Regions from separate parts of the Podarcis muralis genome. Here region 2 is linked to region 1. A link is a contact called in public Hi-C data. All regions are on one chromosome and are shown on one strand. Each heading gives the region's core, a stretch centred on a gene start, on an enhancer-like site or on the middle of the called end of the contact. The rest is flanking DNA. Distances are from core to core; before and after follow the strand shown. Region 1 holds the start of LOC114602955. Region 2 holds the start of LOC114602536 (actin-related protein T2-like).

The links. A called contact is a pair of places that touch in the nucleus more often than the background predicts.
Region 2: a contact with region 1 is called in a Hi-C map of tail, with 3 times the contacts expected there. The contact joins the promoter of LOC114602536 here to the promoter of LOC114602955 in region 1. A contact is called at or near these places in 2 of 3 Hi-C or Micro-C datasets (blood and tail).

Annotation. Positions count from the first base shown.
Region 1 is chr7:19,510,623-19,514,775 of rPodMur119.hap1.1, reverse strand. It overlaps LOC114602955, which reads right to left and starts at 2,514. Exons shown (of 14, transcript XM_077931348.1): 1 at 1,398-2,514. The coding sequence starts at 1,584.
Region 2 is chr7:19,931,730-19,935,843 of rPodMur119.hap1.1, reverse strand. LOC114602536 (actin-related protein T2-like) reads right to left here and starts at 2,702. Exons shown (of 1, transcript XM_028740879.2): 1 at 1,498-2,702. The coding sequence starts at 2,680. The coding sequence ends at 1,580.

The sequences.
Region 1 (4,153 bases), core at 1,265-3,764:
ATGCGGAAACCAGCAGCTGGGCGAATGGTATAAACTGCCCTTTGACTGCTGCCTAAGACTATTAACCCTGGAATCTAAAATCATCTAGATGCACCAAGTTTGTCACCAAATATGGTGGTAAACTTAGATAGCTCAAAGCTTACCCACCGCCAACAGTTAGACACACCCATGTAGGGCAGGACTATCAGTGAAGATGCATGATGATCATTTGATGGGGCTTCCAGGTCCATCAGAGCTGGGGAACCTGTGGTCCTACAGATGTTGCTGGGTGACAGCTGCCAGCATCCTAAGGACAGGCCTTGCTGACTGTGGCTGATGGGAGGTGGAGTCCAACATCTGTGGGTCCACAGGTTCCCTACCATAGATGTATAGAGACACTTCTCAGCACCACAAGGTGGGACACAAAACAAGAAAGAGGAATTTGCACTGGCTGCCTAAGAGCCACCAAGTCACTTTTAAGGTTCTGCTATTTACATGCAAAGCCTTAAATAAATCTGGACCAGGTTCCCTGAAAAACCATGCTCCCTTCCACTGCTCAATGAGGGCACTGTGATCAGCAAATGTGACCTGGTTAGTTTTGCCATGGCCTGCTGATAATCAACTCACCGAGACGCAAAGGCAGGCTTGTTTAGTGGTGGCACCACTGTTGCAGAACACCCTCCCTGCTGAAATGCAAGAGACGCCATCAGTATTGGCATTCTGCCGGCTCCTGAAGACACACCTGTCTAGGAAAGCAATCCCTTGAACTGGAACTTCTGATCTTGTTGTTATAGCCGTTTTCATTGTCATGCTTTTTATGCAATTGGCATGGCTTGTGTAATTTTAAATTAGGAGTGTTTTTAAGGTTTATGTTGACTTGTTTTATTGCATGCTTTAATTATGTGTGTATTTTATTGTTGTAGAAGCCATTTTGGCCTAAAAATGGCACATGAATTGATAAACAATAAAAAAAAACCAACACCAAGCACCCAGTGACCTCAGACTAGCTTCTGCAGGACTAACCAGAAATAGACAGCCTGTGGTTTTCCAGATGTTCTTGAATTCCAACTCCCAGCCCCAGCTGATGTTCAGGAGTAGATCTGGAGGCCCCCCAGGCTCTGTTCCCCTGGACTGCATAGACCAGTTGCTTTAGATATTAAATTGTATGCATGTGTGCTGCACATGATGGGAACGGACCAGAGCCAACTAATTCTAGTTTCATCCCCATCCTCTTCCCTGCCGAGTCCCACAAGGGGCACCACTGAGCCTGAGGAGGAGGAAGCTGGCACTGGATGGAAGGAAGAAGGCAGGCCAGGGAGACCTGGCTGAGGGCAGACTGAGGTTGGTAGGGCAGCACCCATCTGCTCTAACGGACCAGCAGGAAACGCAACCGCAAACAAAGCAAGCCAAGACCTCACCTTGCAATTGGGCCGAAAGCACCTCCTGTTGCTGCTTGTATTTCAAAGCCAAGGCTTCTGCGGACTTCACCTTCTGCTGGAGGTGGTTGTACAGGAAAGCTCCGGATGCCAGGCAGGCCACGGCCACTAGGCAAAACCCAGTTTGCAAGAGGCCCTTTTGCCTCCTGGTGCACAGCCCAGTCCCCATCCCGGGAGCTTCCTTGCCAAAGGATTTATTTTTTCACTTTTCTTCGCCGCTGTACCATCTGGTCTGAGTTTTCGTGAGCACCCAAGAACAGCAGCTTGCCCTCTTTCCGAACGGCCAGTCCGTTGAAATAACAATAATAATAATGGTCTTTCTTTAAATTCTCCCAGATGGAGGAGGATCCTTCCTTTTCCTCTTCTCTTTACAGGACCAGGCTGGCTTAACAATCCTCATAGTCAGTGAGAAGGAATAGAGGCTGGGGCAAAGGACAAGCTCATCTCTTCCCAGCTAGAAACTGCTGGGGTTTGAAAGAAGCCCCAACAATTAAAAAAAAAACCCTACCAGAGATTGCACCGTTTTATTCCATCTCCTTCCGCTGTTTCCTTTCTTCTCGAGCCCAGGTGTGTGCGCGTGCACAGGAGAAAACTTTTTCTTAAACTTCCTTTTTCCTTGTGCTGTAGGAAGCGGGGTGGGGGATTTGGGAAGTGGAGCGCAAAGCACGGAGGACTTTCCCAGGTTTAAGGAAGTTCCTTTCCCGCCCAGCCCCCTCGCCCAGCCCAGCAGCTACACGCGCAACACTAGGGGGCAGTTTATCATCGCAAGCTGCCCTCTCCCTCCCCTGAAAAACTTGCAAACAATCTTAACACGGAGAGAGGAAGCCGAAGCAGGATCCCCAAGGGAAGCGTGGAAACGGACCAGGAAACTGACCGCAGGATTTGCAGGCGGCTGCAAAAACATTGACTCCTTTCTGGTCTCCTTTCCTCCGGACTCTCCCTCCTCCAACTTGAAACGGGGTGGCGGTGGTGGGAAGGATCGGCTGGGGAGGTGGAGGAAGGATCCGAAAGGAGGAGGAGAAGGGCAATTTTGCGATATGCAGAGAGAGAGAGAGAGAGATTGAGAGAGGTGGTTGGCGGCGGTGGAAGGAGGATGCGGAGCTGGGCGGAGCTGAACTAGGAAGGAAAGGGGGCGGCGGTGGGAGCATCAGGGGAAAGGGGAGGGGGGTGGAGAGGCGGGGGAGGGGAGGGGAGAGGCGGGGGAGGAGCCGGAGGAATAAGATCCCAGGGATCGCCAAAGAGCAGGGTTGCAATGGAGCGGGATGTGCTTTGCGCGCGGGGCGCACGAGACTGTCAAGCCCGTTGCGCGCTCACTCGGAAGCAAGCCCGCTGACCAGCCGCCGGGGATCGCTGCTGAAATCCGGCTCAGTGGCGCGGTTAGGGGATCGCAGATCCCTCGCGCCCTTCCTAACCTTGGCTGTGCCGGCTCCCCAAGATCCCTGGAAACTGCCTCTTGTTCTGTGTTGGTGGGAACTGTAGCAATGCGGGGGTAAACTATAGGACCCTGGGTTAGTGAGCTGGGAGAGTCTGTGGCAGAGAGCAGTCCAGAAGCAGGTGAGGATGGGGGCCAAGAGGCAGAGATGAGTCAGGCTGGTGAAGAGTCAGGGGTGTCTCTCCCACCTGCTGCCACAAGATCCCTCCCCACTTGTCTCCCAGAACCAGAAGAGGGCTGAAATGGGCAGAGCAGCAGCAGGCTTGCATGCAGGCCCAGTCTCCGATTGCTTGGGGAAAGCCCTGGAAAGGAAAGCACTTAGGTGGCTGTGAGGAGGTGGGGACTTTCAGTCTCAGCAAATGATTTTCCTGGAGGAAATCCAGAATGAGCTACTCTGCTCATTAGGCCTGACACTCAGCCATATCTGCAAAGATTGTGTTTTTTTGCTAATAAAGAGTTAACTCCAACTTTGAACAGTGTGATTTGCTGCCAGCTCACTTTTTGACACTGCCTGCCCTCTCTTTAGTCCCAGGGTTTCCCCTTGTAGAACTTGGCAAGGAGGAGGCGGCCAAAACTGGTATTACTTGGCTCTGCCTGTCGTTGGCTCTGGTGTCACCTACTGCTGGACTCCCTGCCTTCCACCCAAGGATGGGTAGCTGCTGCAGGGATGTTCTGCCTCTGTGCAAAGAGCTTACAGTTCCTTTTCCCCCTGCAAGGCTTTATTTTAACCCAAAAAACACTTTATACATCAGGCATAGGCAAACTCAACCCTCCAGATGTTTTGGGACTACAACTCCCATCATCCCTGACCACTGGTCCTGTTAGCTAGGAATGATGGGAGTTGTAGTCCCAAAACATCTGGAAGACCAAGTTTGCCTATGCCTGCTATACATCCTCAAATGAACTCTTAAGGAAATCGCCATCTTGGAGAATCCTCAGTGCCCATTAGGCTTATTACAGACATGACTCATGGAGCTGCTACTTTACATATGATATTTAACTACTTAATTGGTGGAACCTCCAGCTCAGCAGTCCCGTGTGGCCCTCCAGGCCTCTCTCTGCGGCCCTCAAGACTCTCCCCAGGCCACACCCTTTTCACCTTCCTTGAGCATCCTTACCTGGCTGGAATGTACCCTTGAACTCTTGCTTGCCTGGACAGAAGTAAATTTACCTTTGTGGCTCCACCTCCTCCTTTTGCTTCTGGCTCTGCCCACCCCTGGCATGTGGCCCCCAGAAGATTTCCTGGAAGGGAATGTGGCCCTTGGTTTGAAAAAAAGGTTCTCCACTCTTATGCTACATAATAAAC
Region 2 (4,114 bases), core at 1,453-3,952, 420 kb before region 1:
CTCTATGGAAACGGCCGCGGGTGGCGCTGTGGGTAAAAGCCTCAGCGCCTAGGGCTTGCCGATCGAAAGGTCGGCGGTTCGAATCCCCGCGGCGGGGTGCGCTCCTGCTGCTCGGTCCCAGCGCCTGCCAACCTAGCAGTTCGAAAGCACCCCCGGGTGCAAGTAGATAAATAGGGACCGCTTACTGGCGGGAAGGTAAACGGCGTTTCCGTGTGCTGCGCTGGCTCGCCAGATGCAGCTTTGTCACGCTGGCCACGTGACCCGGAAGTGTCCTCGGACAGCGCTGGCTCCCGGCCTATAGAGTGAGATGGGCGCACAACCCTAGAGTCTGTCAAGACTGGCCCGTACGGGCAGGGGTACCTTTACCTTTACCTTATGGAAACGGCAAAGGGCCGAGCGAGAACTTTTGAAAAGGGGCGAGGAGCAGCCGCCTCCGCCTCAGTTTTAACTGTCATTCCTTTCCCCAATGACTTCTGGGAATTGTAGTTTAGGGGGCCGCATGAAACAAATTCCCTGATAGAGTCCTTCGGTTCTCAGGACTACATTTCCCAGTTTGCTTTGCCCTCCACTCAGGAAACCTGGGAAATATAACCCTCGGAAAGGCAAAAACATATCTGAGGGGCTCTCAGAGGAAATGGCAGTTAAAGCAGGATTAACTCTGAGCTGGAAATGTGTGGCCCTTCCAAAACTGAAAAGGTTGTTAAAACTTTTACGCCTTATCACAAAGGATACTGCGAGCTGTAGTTTTTTTATTTTGGTTTTAACAACATTTATATAGCACTTAAGCAAAAGCTTTAAGTGCTTTACAATAAATATTAAATTTATCAATGAAAAAATTAAAAGTGAGGCATTAAAAGCATAGTTGGAAGGTGGTGCTGGAAATTCTCGGTAGTGATCCCTCTCTTTTGATGAACCTCCGCAGAAGAGTTTCCCAAGACCCTTAAAAAGGTAAAGGACCCCTGACAGTTAAATCCAGTCGCATTATCTACTTGCACTTTTTTAGCATGTTTTTGAACTGCTAGGTTGGCACAGCTCAGTGGTTTACACCACAGTGCCACCCGCATCCCCCCCTCCCGACCCTTAGGGAAGAGTTAAAGCCCAGGGTTGCCATGACGGCAGTATCCCAAAGCTAGTGATGTCACAATGCAGGGTGATGTTATAAGAGAGTGCCTGTGGTGTCACAAGGCTGCCAACTCTGGAAAAGCACACAAAATATTGCAAGAGTTAAGGCAGAGCCCAGAAGGAGTATGAAGGCAAAAAAAGGGATATTCATGGAAAAATTTGATTCATTCCTCTCCCCCTCTTGATTTTCATTGAGAAGAATTGAAAATAGAGAATTAAAAAGAAAAAGAAAAACCTCATGCCTCCTGCTTTTTTCAGAGTAATGAGTGAAAGCTATCCTTTCACAGTCTCAAAAGCTCCTCCAGAACAAAATACAAACATAATTATCATAACATGAAGGTCACGCTCATAAACACAAAGAGAAAGAGACTGGAGGATTGAACACTCTTTGTACTTTTATTAAAGTTACAATCTTGCAGATCAGCTTTATAATCATCATCATAAGTATACACCCTTCTTAAAAGCACTTTCGATGGATTGCACCCGCACCAAATTCCTGGTAGTCCTCACTGGTAATCCACATGGGTACAAAAGAGTCCAGGTGAGTTAGAATGGATCCTCCCAGCCAGGCAGCGCACATTGTATCTGGAGGTGCTATGATTCGCAGCGGAACCCCCTGTGGGACTTGGTGTTCTATCTCTTTAAAAATCCTCTCATCGAGACCCTGGAAAAGTGATGATCCGCCTGAGAGGACCAGGTTCCCATAGAGGAGGCTGCAAATATCCCTGTCACACTTTCTAATGCTCTTGGTGATCATGGCTTGGATGCCCAGGGCCTCAACACCGATGATCTTTGGCACGAAAAGGATTTCTGGTGCTTGGCAGAGGTGGAGATTGAGTGTGATGGTGCTTCCATCTGGCAGCTTGAAGACCTCAGCTTTTTTTTCTGCTTCCTGCTTGGGATCCAAAGCCACATAGCAGGACTTCTCTTTGATGCTCTGCACCATGATTTTCTTGGCCCTGCTTAAGGAAGGCTGGCTGTTTTCCAAAAGGAGGCTGGCGAGGTAATTGGTAATGTCCCTTCCCGCCACATCAAGTCTGGACACTCCGTGGGGTAGGCAATATCCTTCATAGATGGGGACAGTATGAGTTACTCCGTCTCCGCTGTCCATCACCAACCCCGTGGTGCGTGCGGACGCGTAAAGGGCCAGTGTGGCTTGGACCGAGAGGTACAAAGCTGGGACCTGAAAGTGTTCAAACATCATCTCTGTTGTTCTCTCCCGATTCAACCGTGGATTCAGTGGTGGTTCAGAAAGCAGCACAGGCCTCTCGTTGGCTTTCACTTTAAGCTCCTGTTTATAGATGTGTTTCCAGAGCTTCTCCATGTCATCCCAAGACGTAATCATGCCACGCTCAACAGGATAATTCAGCACCATGGCACCCTTCTTCGAGAAAGCCTTCTCCCCAATGTAGTAATCCTCCGTGTTCTGTTTAAGGTGTCCAACAACGGATGTAATAAGCGATCGTGGTTCAGACTCACCTGAGATCCCAGCTTTGCATGACCCAGATCCATTATCAATGATCACGGCTGGCGTTTGGAGCAGCTTGATATCCAACATTGCACTGTTGGCGAAAGAACCCAAATACTAAGAGCTCAGTGATTTCCATGAGGCATCTCTAAAAGATGCTGCAACGTCTGACCGTAGAACATTCTAGAATCCTGGCGTCACAAACAGGCAAAGCTGCTTGAAATTCCAGCTCTCTTTACACCCTGAATTCATACCTCTCAAGTGTCCCGATTTAACCGGGACATCCCAAATTGACAGAAGCCGCCCCAGCTTCTGACCCCAATCGCGGATGCCCCGTTTGGCTCCTGTGCTCCAGCCACGCCAGAGCGTGGGACCAAAAGGCGGGCTTTTTTCAGTTCTGGCACGAGTCAGTTGGCTAAAACCAGATTGCAAGACCAAGAAACGGAAGGAAAAGTTACCTTCCCCCCACGTGTCATCTCTCCTCTTCCTCCCTCCGCCATGGCACTTTTGTCTGTGGCGCTGGAGGAGGAGGAGGAGGAGGCAGGTCTTGTCTATGCAGTGTCTCCCAAAGCTGCACAGGCTGGGTCGACCATTCAGTAGGCTTCTCCGGTCCACACAGCATCTCTTGATGCAGTGGAGGCCGGCATGACTTTCTGGTAGGTTCCTCCAGTCTGCACCGTGCCTCCCGAAGCAGCACAGGCCTGGGAGACCTTCCAGTAGGCCGAATTTTCATCAAAAAATGTTGGCAGGAATGTGAATTTATCTTGTACTTGTCCCACTTAAATTATCTTGGGGCCCTTACTTTATCATGGGCGCTCCTTCGTGTGTTTTGCAGGTATATTCTGCAATGTGCCCTTGACACAATAAGCATGTTGCTGGGAGACCTATACATTCACACATAATTCCACTGTATTAGTTGTTCTGCGGTGCTTCTCCAGTGTTACCATAATATTGCTATCTAGAAGGGAACTCCTCAGGGTGGTCTCCTCAGGGAGGCTTGCCTGGCTCCTTCATTACATTAAAACTGTCCCAGTGTCATCATGAGCAGAAAAAATCATGACATAATAGAGAGCCAGTGTGGTGTAGTGGTTAAGAGCGGTAGTCTCATAATCTGGGGAACCGGGTTCGCGTCTCCGCTCCTCCACATGCAGCTGCTGGGTGACCTTGGGCTAGTCACACTTCTCTGAAGTCTCTCAGCCCCACTCACCTCACAGAGTGTTTGTTGTGGGGGAGGAAGGGAAAGGAGAATGTTAGCCACTTTGAGACTCCTTAAAGGGAGTGAAAGGTGGGATATCAAATCTAAACTCTCTTATCTCTATAGACTCGAGACAAAAGCATTCCTCTTCTCCCAGGCCTTTGGCTAATTAAACAATCTATGGATCTTTAAACTGTGGTGGGGTTATTGTTTTTGTTTGTTATTATGCTATGTATTTCTGTATTTGTATATTGTTTACCACCCTGTAAGGAGTGGATGAAGGGGGTATAAAAAATAAATAATAATAATTAACAACAACATCATCATCT